Regions from separate parts of the Pan troglodytes genome. Here region 1 is linked to region 2. A link is a contact called in public Hi-C data. All regions are on one chromosome and are shown on one strand. Each heading gives the region's core, a stretch centred on a gene start, on an enhancer-like site or on the middle of the called end of the contact. The rest is flanking DNA. Distances are from core to core; before and after follow the strand shown. Region 1 holds the start of RAD18 (RAD18 E3 ubiquitin protein ligase). Region 2 holds the start of OXTR (oxytocin receptor).

Evidence for each region. Hi-C and Micro-C count contacts between places; a contact is called where the count stands out from the background.
Region 1: a contact with region 2 is called in a Hi-C map of stem cell-derived neural progenitor cells, with 3 times the contacts expected there. The contact joins the promoter of RAD18 here to the promoter of OXTR in region 2. A contact is called at or near these places in 2 of 7 Hi-C or Micro-C datasets (induced pluripotent stem cells and stem cell-derived neural progenitor cells).

Annotation. Positions count from the first base shown.
Region 1 is chr2:13,001,563-13,005,166 of NHGRI_mPanTro3-v2.0_pri, forward strand. RAD18 (RAD18 E3 ubiquitin protein ligase) reads right to left here and starts at 1,774. Exons shown (of 13, transcript XM_063805301.1): 1 at 1,585-1,774. The coding sequence starts at 1,635.
Region 2 is chr2:12,803,858-12,807,812 of NHGRI_mPanTro3-v2.0_pri, forward strand. It overlaps OXTR (oxytocin receptor), which reads right to left and starts at 2,265. Exons shown (of 4, transcript XM_063805302.1): 1 at 1,883-2,265; 2 at 1,148-1,243; 3 at 1-981. The coding sequence starts at 839.

The DNA of each region.
Region 1 (3,604 bases), core at 524-3,023, 200 kb after region 2:
CACTCACTGAACACTCTGTGGTGCCAAACTCTACATTCAGTGCTGTGGTGAGATACCAAAGTCAGAGAAGACATGGAACCCGCCTCTAAAGAACACTGAAATTGTGGGAATATGTAAAGTGTGCTTAAATCTACAAAGCAGGAGCTTTACAGGTTACAGAGCTCTTTTACTTTCCTTATCCAAGTCAAGCTTCATGACAACAAATTAAAAGGGGAAAGAAGCATTTAACACAGTGCTAATAATAATAAAATATATTCATTGAATGCTTACTACATTCCAGATACTTTCAATCAAGCAGCAAATAATATTTGAGCACCCACTTGGTGTCAGGCACTGCAGTAAGCACAGTGAATACACGGCAGAATCTGTGCCCACATACATCAACTAATTTATTTAATCAATCCTATGAACTGTTATTTTTGTCTCTAATTTATAGTTGAAGAAATTCAGGCTCAGAGAGGTTAAGTTACTAACTGAAGGTCATACAGTTAAGAGGCAGAGAGGAGATTTCACCCAGGACCACTGGAACTCAAATCTGTGCTCTTCTCCACTGCATCCTGGTGCCAAGCCCACAACTCCAAAACTACAGCTTTCCTGGATCATTTCACAATGTCAGCTTCTCATCATGCAGATATCTCAAGTCCCCAAGCACTCTAGACGTCACTGATGACAGCAGGAAGAACAAGGCCTTCTACTTACTTTAGCCTTCACTTAATTCTAAAGTCAAATTTATGAGTCAGTGGGACAGATATTATAATCCCCAAGTCTACAAAACTGAGGAAGAGAAGAAGGCTATCTTAGCCACTGTGAGAAACGGAAATAATCACAGAGCAAGAAGAAACACCAAGCAACTGATCTTTAGCCAGCACAGCAAAGTGCATCTGCTCTTGAGCAAATCCAGGGCCCACCACTACTGTAAATGGAAACTGGTATGCCTTGCCAAAACAGAAAGTGGCCACAAAAATAAATGTTATTTAAGTGAAATAATTAGATGCAATCCAAGATCAGCGCTGAGCCTGAGTCCTGATCTCTGTTTAAGAGACATGAGCACTTGTTAGAGAAGAGTGAAGGTGTCTTAGAGAGGAGTTGGGGCAGTATGTCAGAACAAACCAGCACTAGGTTTATTGAGAATAATCAGAAGAAATGAAAGAGCCTGTAAAGGAGACTACCTGCTTGGCTACGTGATTACATACATGTTATCTGATAAAGCGTCCACCCAAAATCATGTCCGGTGTCACTGTTTAGTGCTTGACACAAAGTAAGCTTTCAGTAAAGAACAGCTGTCAATGTCATTGTTTGGAATAACTGTTTTTCTCCATGTTATTGCTGGGATTGGATCGCAGAATAGCTGGTTCCATAAGACTGCCAACCTCAGCTCACCAGGCTTGTCCTTGTCACTTATCAGAGGAGTAAACTGAGACCCAGAGCCACGCGGTCGGCTAGTGGCAGGGCAGAGCCGGATACCCGGGCCCAGTGCGACGCTCGCGCCTCATCCTTTCTCCTTAAGGCGAGGACAGGCTCCGCAAAGGGAGGGACCTCCCCCCGCAGACACCCGGGAGCTCCCAACCTCCCCGAAGCACTCACCTTCATGACTGCCAGGCCCGGAGGCCACCGAGGCTCGGCCAGGGAGTCCATGGTCGCTCCCGAAGATGCTGGGGGTCAGCCACCCACTAGCCTCCGGCGCGCCAACACCACTCGAAATTCCCCGCGCTACCGCATTACGTCAGCAGCCCGCGACGCGCCAGAGGCGGGCGCGGAGCCTGCCGGAAGTTGTAGTAGTATGTGGGCGGGGCGCCGCTTAAGGGCTTGTACTGCGCATGCGCCAGGCTTCTGCCGCACTTACCTTGAAGAAAGCGAATGGTTAAAAAGCGTAGAGCCAGTTGAATATTAAGAAAAGATAGCCAGGAATCAAACCAAATCCAGACCTCGCCAGATCTGTCAAGGTCTAGGCTCATGACCCCCTCCGGGTGGCCCACCCTAATCGCAATGACTATCCGTCCTTGCTCTGAACAGAAGTTTTTATATCCATTAAGTTATGTCTCCTGTATTACAACACTGGGAGGTAGATGTTAACATTGTCAGTTTACACAAGAGAAGCCTACGCCCGAAAAAGTGGATAGAGTTTCGAGTCAGATTCCAAACAGGACCTCTGGGCTTTAAATGGGAGCTGTTGCTTTTATTCATATTAAAATTTTAATACACAGTTTTTCTTTTTCTTCGGAGAGAAGCACCATTAACTTTGGCATATAGCCTTCTAGATATTTCCTATGCAGATTGACAAAGATTCTTTGCTTGAGCAAACTTTAGTCAGGCTCCTGAACCTTCTCCTAGGCCAATCTGTGTACTTCCTGTAAAAATCCAGTTTTAGCAAAAAACCCTGCTAAATCAAGTTACCAAGAATCCCCACCTTTGATATGTGATCACTCTTGATATCTGATGTGTTCCTCATCCTCCACCATCCCCCAGTTGATGTCTGATCACCCTGGCCTCTTCAGCAAGAATCTACTCTTACCTCTGATGTTTCCTCTTAGTAATTTTTCATGCACTGCTCCCCACCCTGCTTCCTGGCTATAAATTTCCATTTGCCCGTGTTGTATTCAGAGTTGAGCCCAGTTTTCACCAATTGCAAGACACAGTTCCAGCGGTCTCTATACCTACTTGAATTGTCCTGATTAAGTCTTCCTTATTGTGCTTTAACAAATATCATTGAACAATTTTTTTCTTAAACGAGATATAAACATAGATACTTTTTTTCATACATGTTATATTAAATGCATGAGGAATGGAGGTTTACGGTGTCCACCCCCGCCCCCCACTTTGTATCAGCCAATCATAGAACGGCATGCAAATGAACGCAAATGATTGCCAGGCTGAGCTGGAAAATGTGGGATAGTTCTGGATGCGGAGGAAGTGGGGTCTTGGAGAGACAAAGGAAAAGCATTTAAGACCAGGTCCGTGGCCTGAGTGAACCAGTAATTGTTTTTTTCACAGTACTAGTTGGACAAGGTAATTAGGTTTAAGGTGACAAATGGCTGGGAAGGTGAGAGAGGAAGAGAGAGGAGATGAGAAAAAAGAGAAAGAATGGGTAAGGAGAAAGGGAGAGAGAGATAAGACAGGGACAGGAATGTACTTTTTGCATTCAACCATGGAGACAGATTTGGAAGCAGGCAGTACTTGTTGGTCCTGGGGCCAAAATTCATTTCCCTATCTATGGAGAGCCTCCAGGACAGGATGCAGTGCCATTCATCTCTGAGTGTCTGCCAATAGCTGGTGGGTGAGGCTGAATGAATGGATGAATCACCGACTAAGCCCACATTCCCATAAATCTTTTCCTCCCAGGCTGAGCATTTCTCTTCCTGCCATCTTCAGCAGCACCAGGGTGATAGATCCCATCAAGCCCACCTCTAGGCCCAGGAAGGAAAGTTCAAGAACACAAGCGCACTTTGAGCTCAGGAAAAGGCATTTGTCTTGGGTGTTTATCTAACCCTGGGAGCCATTCTCCTCTTAACAAGCTGCTGTTTGTACGGACCTTCTCCTTCTGTTAGATCAATAAAGAGATTGTACTTCCTTATTCAGGACTAAAAACAACATGTTCCATGTAAAA
Region 2 (3,955 bases), core at 1,015-3,514:
ATGATGAAAGTCATCTTGACCGTGCGGATCTTGGCCTTGGAGATGAGCTTGACGCTGCTGACACGCGCCAGGGCCACGCGCCCCCCATCGCCAGCCGCCGCGCCCTCTGGCGCCTCGGCCGCCGCCGCTGCAGCGGTCTTGAGCCTCAAGTTCTGCCAGATCTTGAAGCTGATAAGGCCGTAGCAGGCAGCGAGCACGATGACCGGCACGATGTAGACAGCTAGCGTGATCCACGTGATGTAGGCCTTGGGTCCCCAGGGCTGGATGAAGACGGCCCAGCAGTCGAAGACGCCGTCAGCCACCTCGCGCAGAGAGAAGATGTGCACCTGCGGCGCGCTGGCCACCAGGCAGCCGAGCCACGTGGCGAGCACTGCCAGGCGGTCGGTGCGGCGGCGCAGCGAGCGCAGCGGCTGGCAGATCGCCAGGCAGCGGTCCAGGGACATGAGCAGCAGCAGGTAGGTGGAGGCGAACATGCCCACCACCTGCAAGTACTTGACCAGGCGGCACAGCAGGTCGGGCCCGTAGAAGCGGAAGGTGATGTCCCACAGCAACTGCGGCAGCACCTGGAACACTGCCACCACCAGGTCGGCGATGCTTAGGTGCTTCATGAAGAAGAAGAGGCGCGAGTGCTTCTGGCGTGTGGTGCGCAGCGCCAGCAGCACACACGCATTCCCGCTCAGCGCCAGGAACAGGATGAGACACAGCACCGCCACCTCCACGCGCGCCAGGGCCTCGTTGCGCCGCGGGGGTCCGGCGGTGCGGTTGCCCTCGGCCCCCGGCGGCGCGGCGCTGGCGTTGACTGCCTCGGCGCTCCAGTTGGCTGCGAGCGCGCCCTCCATGACCCTGGCGGCAGCGGTGCGCCCCGGCCTTCGAGCCCTTTACGGCTTGGCGCGGCTGGGCCGGATCCGGCGTGTCGGAGGGTGTAGGGGCGCCTGGGGCTCCACTCCTGGAGACTCCACGGACGGATCTGCTGAGTCCACCCTGAAACAAACCGGGAGGGCCGTGAGGAGACCGCCGCGTTTCTCTTCCGACGCGGGTAGGGCGTGCTTGTCCCATTCCCAGGAACCCAAGTCATCTGAAACAACGGGGCACAACCGCCGGCCTCGGGTTGCTCAGCCGCCACCCCAGAAATCCCCGTTGGAGGTACCTCCTCTGAGCCACTGCAAATGAGCGGGAATCCTCTACCAGCCACAAGCCCAGAGCCCCCAGCGTGCCAGTTCCTTGGGATGTTCAGCGGCTTCCACTGGGGGAGAAGGGAGGGTCAAAATCAGCAACGTTCCTCCGGGAGTGGGAATCTAAAACCAAATCACCTCCCCGAGGGAATCTCCAAACTACCTACTCGCCCCACGCTCCGACCCTCAGCATATCCACCTCCCGCGGGACCCCCAAACCAGCCCCTCTCCTAGTAAACATTAATTCAAGTACTTCCTCAGGAAATCCCCAAATAGCCACTTGCCTGGGAAACCCCAGCTCTGGTCCTTCCCCGTCTAACCCCCTTTTCTAAGACGGTCGGCCGTCACTCCCTGAACTTCCACAGCACCTGATTCGGTGGAAACCCGGTTCTGCAGTCCCTCCTGGGGGAACCCCAGCCTCAAAGCCCAAGATGCCCAAGCGCTGTTCCCAGACCCTGGCATAGACACCTCCCGCGGGGCTCCTCCCCAGCCCGGCAGCCTCGAAAGTTCTGGAACCCCTGACTTGCGCTTTGGACCCAGATAATCAAGGACTCTGAGTCTCAATCCCGAGAAGTCACTTTACAATCTCTCGGAACACCCCGCGCTCCTCCAGGAACAAGGAGTGCGAGGCACCCCACCACCTCCACTCGGGTCCCCATGGCTCCACCGGCCCTAGCCATCCCGTCCACCCCTGCTTAGCACCCAGCTACCTGCACCGAGTCCGCAGGTGAACCTAAAGTTGACTCCCCCCGGGGAAGTTGCACGGCGACTGACGGCCTCAGTGACGCGTGCGCTCCCGGCCCGAGTTGGGATGGCCTGCCGGCTGCACCTAATGTGATGCTAAGCTGAGGTCTCTCACTGGAGCCTCGGTTGGAATCCCCTCGCCGCAGCCTGGCTGGTCGCTGGATGGGTACAGGAGGCGAGCGAGGAGCGCCTCCCAGGCTGCGCGCGCGGACAGCGTCTGGATGCGGCGCTGTGCGCTGGGGCTGAGGCTGCACTATCGCACGGGTCCGCTAGGGGGCGGGCGAGGCCAGCCGCGCAGACCCCTCCGGAGCGGAGCTGGTTCGCCCAGCGTTGGTCCCAGAGCCTTAACAAATGGGTTTATTTTGCACTGGTTTAAAACTGCGAGAGGGAGGGAACTCGTAAATAACCCGCCCGTTTCTTCCTTTCTTGGTGTAGAAGCTCTTGACTCTGAGACACATAGGAGGCTTGAATAATAATGTTTTTCCCCGGGTAGATAGTGATGAAGTTACAAAAGCATTTAAACCGATTATTTCCCAAAAATGATGTTAATTTTCAGGCTTTTCTCTCCCCCCACACCTCCAGCTTGATGTAATGGCTTTAGCAGTGAACTCAAATAAGTCTTTGCTTTGGAATACTTTTGTTCCTATTCCCGTTAATGAGGAATTAGAAATGGCCTCTATTCTAAGCAGTGCTGGGAGAGGCTTTATTTTTTCGGTAGTTTTAGAGGAAATTCTGAAGCACAACACTGTCTTCATTTAAAGTGATTCTGCTTGTCTGCGCCCAAGAGCCGTTTCTGCCTCCTTGTCGCGCTTCGGAATTAAAATTCTAAATGATGCCAAAGGAAGATAAAATGTTAAAGACAGCTGCTCAGCCTCCCTGCCCCTTCTCTATTCTAAAATCATTTCTTGGAGTAATTTACAGTGGCCAAGAATTAAGGCAGAAAAAAAGGCCAGGACTCAAAAATAAACAGGGCTCTTTAAAATGCATTAAATGTGTATTTCCTCCTGACATTTCACTTCTCCGTCTTTTTATTATGTGGAGAGAATTGAGTTAGCCAAGGACTGGGTTTCCTTAATCCACAATTACAGCCCCATGCCGAGATATCCCAGGGGCCAACCTTACAGCACCTGGATCCCAGGGTTCTAGCTGAGTAATCATTCCAGAATGGGACTGGGAATCTTGACAGCATTGCCAAGGGGTGGCAGGCAGTATTAATCAATATTAGTCAATAGTACCTATCGGCCTCGAAAATTATAGATTAAAGTTACAGACGACTCAGGTGAGAATGAAGTGACCTTGGGCAAGCCCCTTCTCTTTGGGCCTCAGTCTCCTTATATGTAAAATGAGAGCACTGGTCAAGATAGCTAATGTCTGAGGTCCTGTCCCTCTGGTTTTCCGAAACTGTATAATCTGTGCAATCTGAGAGTTCAATCCTAGCAGGTAAAACACCCCTGCCTCACTCCACAGCTGGATGAAGGCAGATTTTTCCCTATGAGCCCCTGACTGGTAAATGTGAGAAGGAAAACACTGGCCTGTAGAACCAAGCCTGCCCTTCTTTCTCCTGGAAGACAGCTGCTTTCTAGGGAGCAAGTTTACTGAGCCACTTCACCAAGGACAGACGCTTCTACCCTTTGTAGGGAAGCCTGCCTACCTGTGTGGTCCTCGCGTAGCCCGTGAGACAGCCTAATTCTGGATTCACCTAACAGGGCTATTTAGTCTCATGCAAAAGGTAAATTCTCTAATTTAGTCTTAATCTAAACAACAACAACAACAACAACAAAAGTAATAGTGTGATCCCCATTTCCTGTCTTTTGTTTTATTTCTCATTGTGTGCAGAAACCAGGCAGGAAATAGAGAGGTCCCCTCGAAAACTCCTAACAATGAATAAGACATGCTCCTTCACCTTTGAGCTTCGGCCAGGGAGAAAAACACATATTAGGTTGGTGCAAAAGTAATTGTGGTTTTTGCTATTAAAAATAATGGCAAAAACTGCAATTACTTTTGCATCAACCTAATATTTGCGGTGTGACAACAATAAA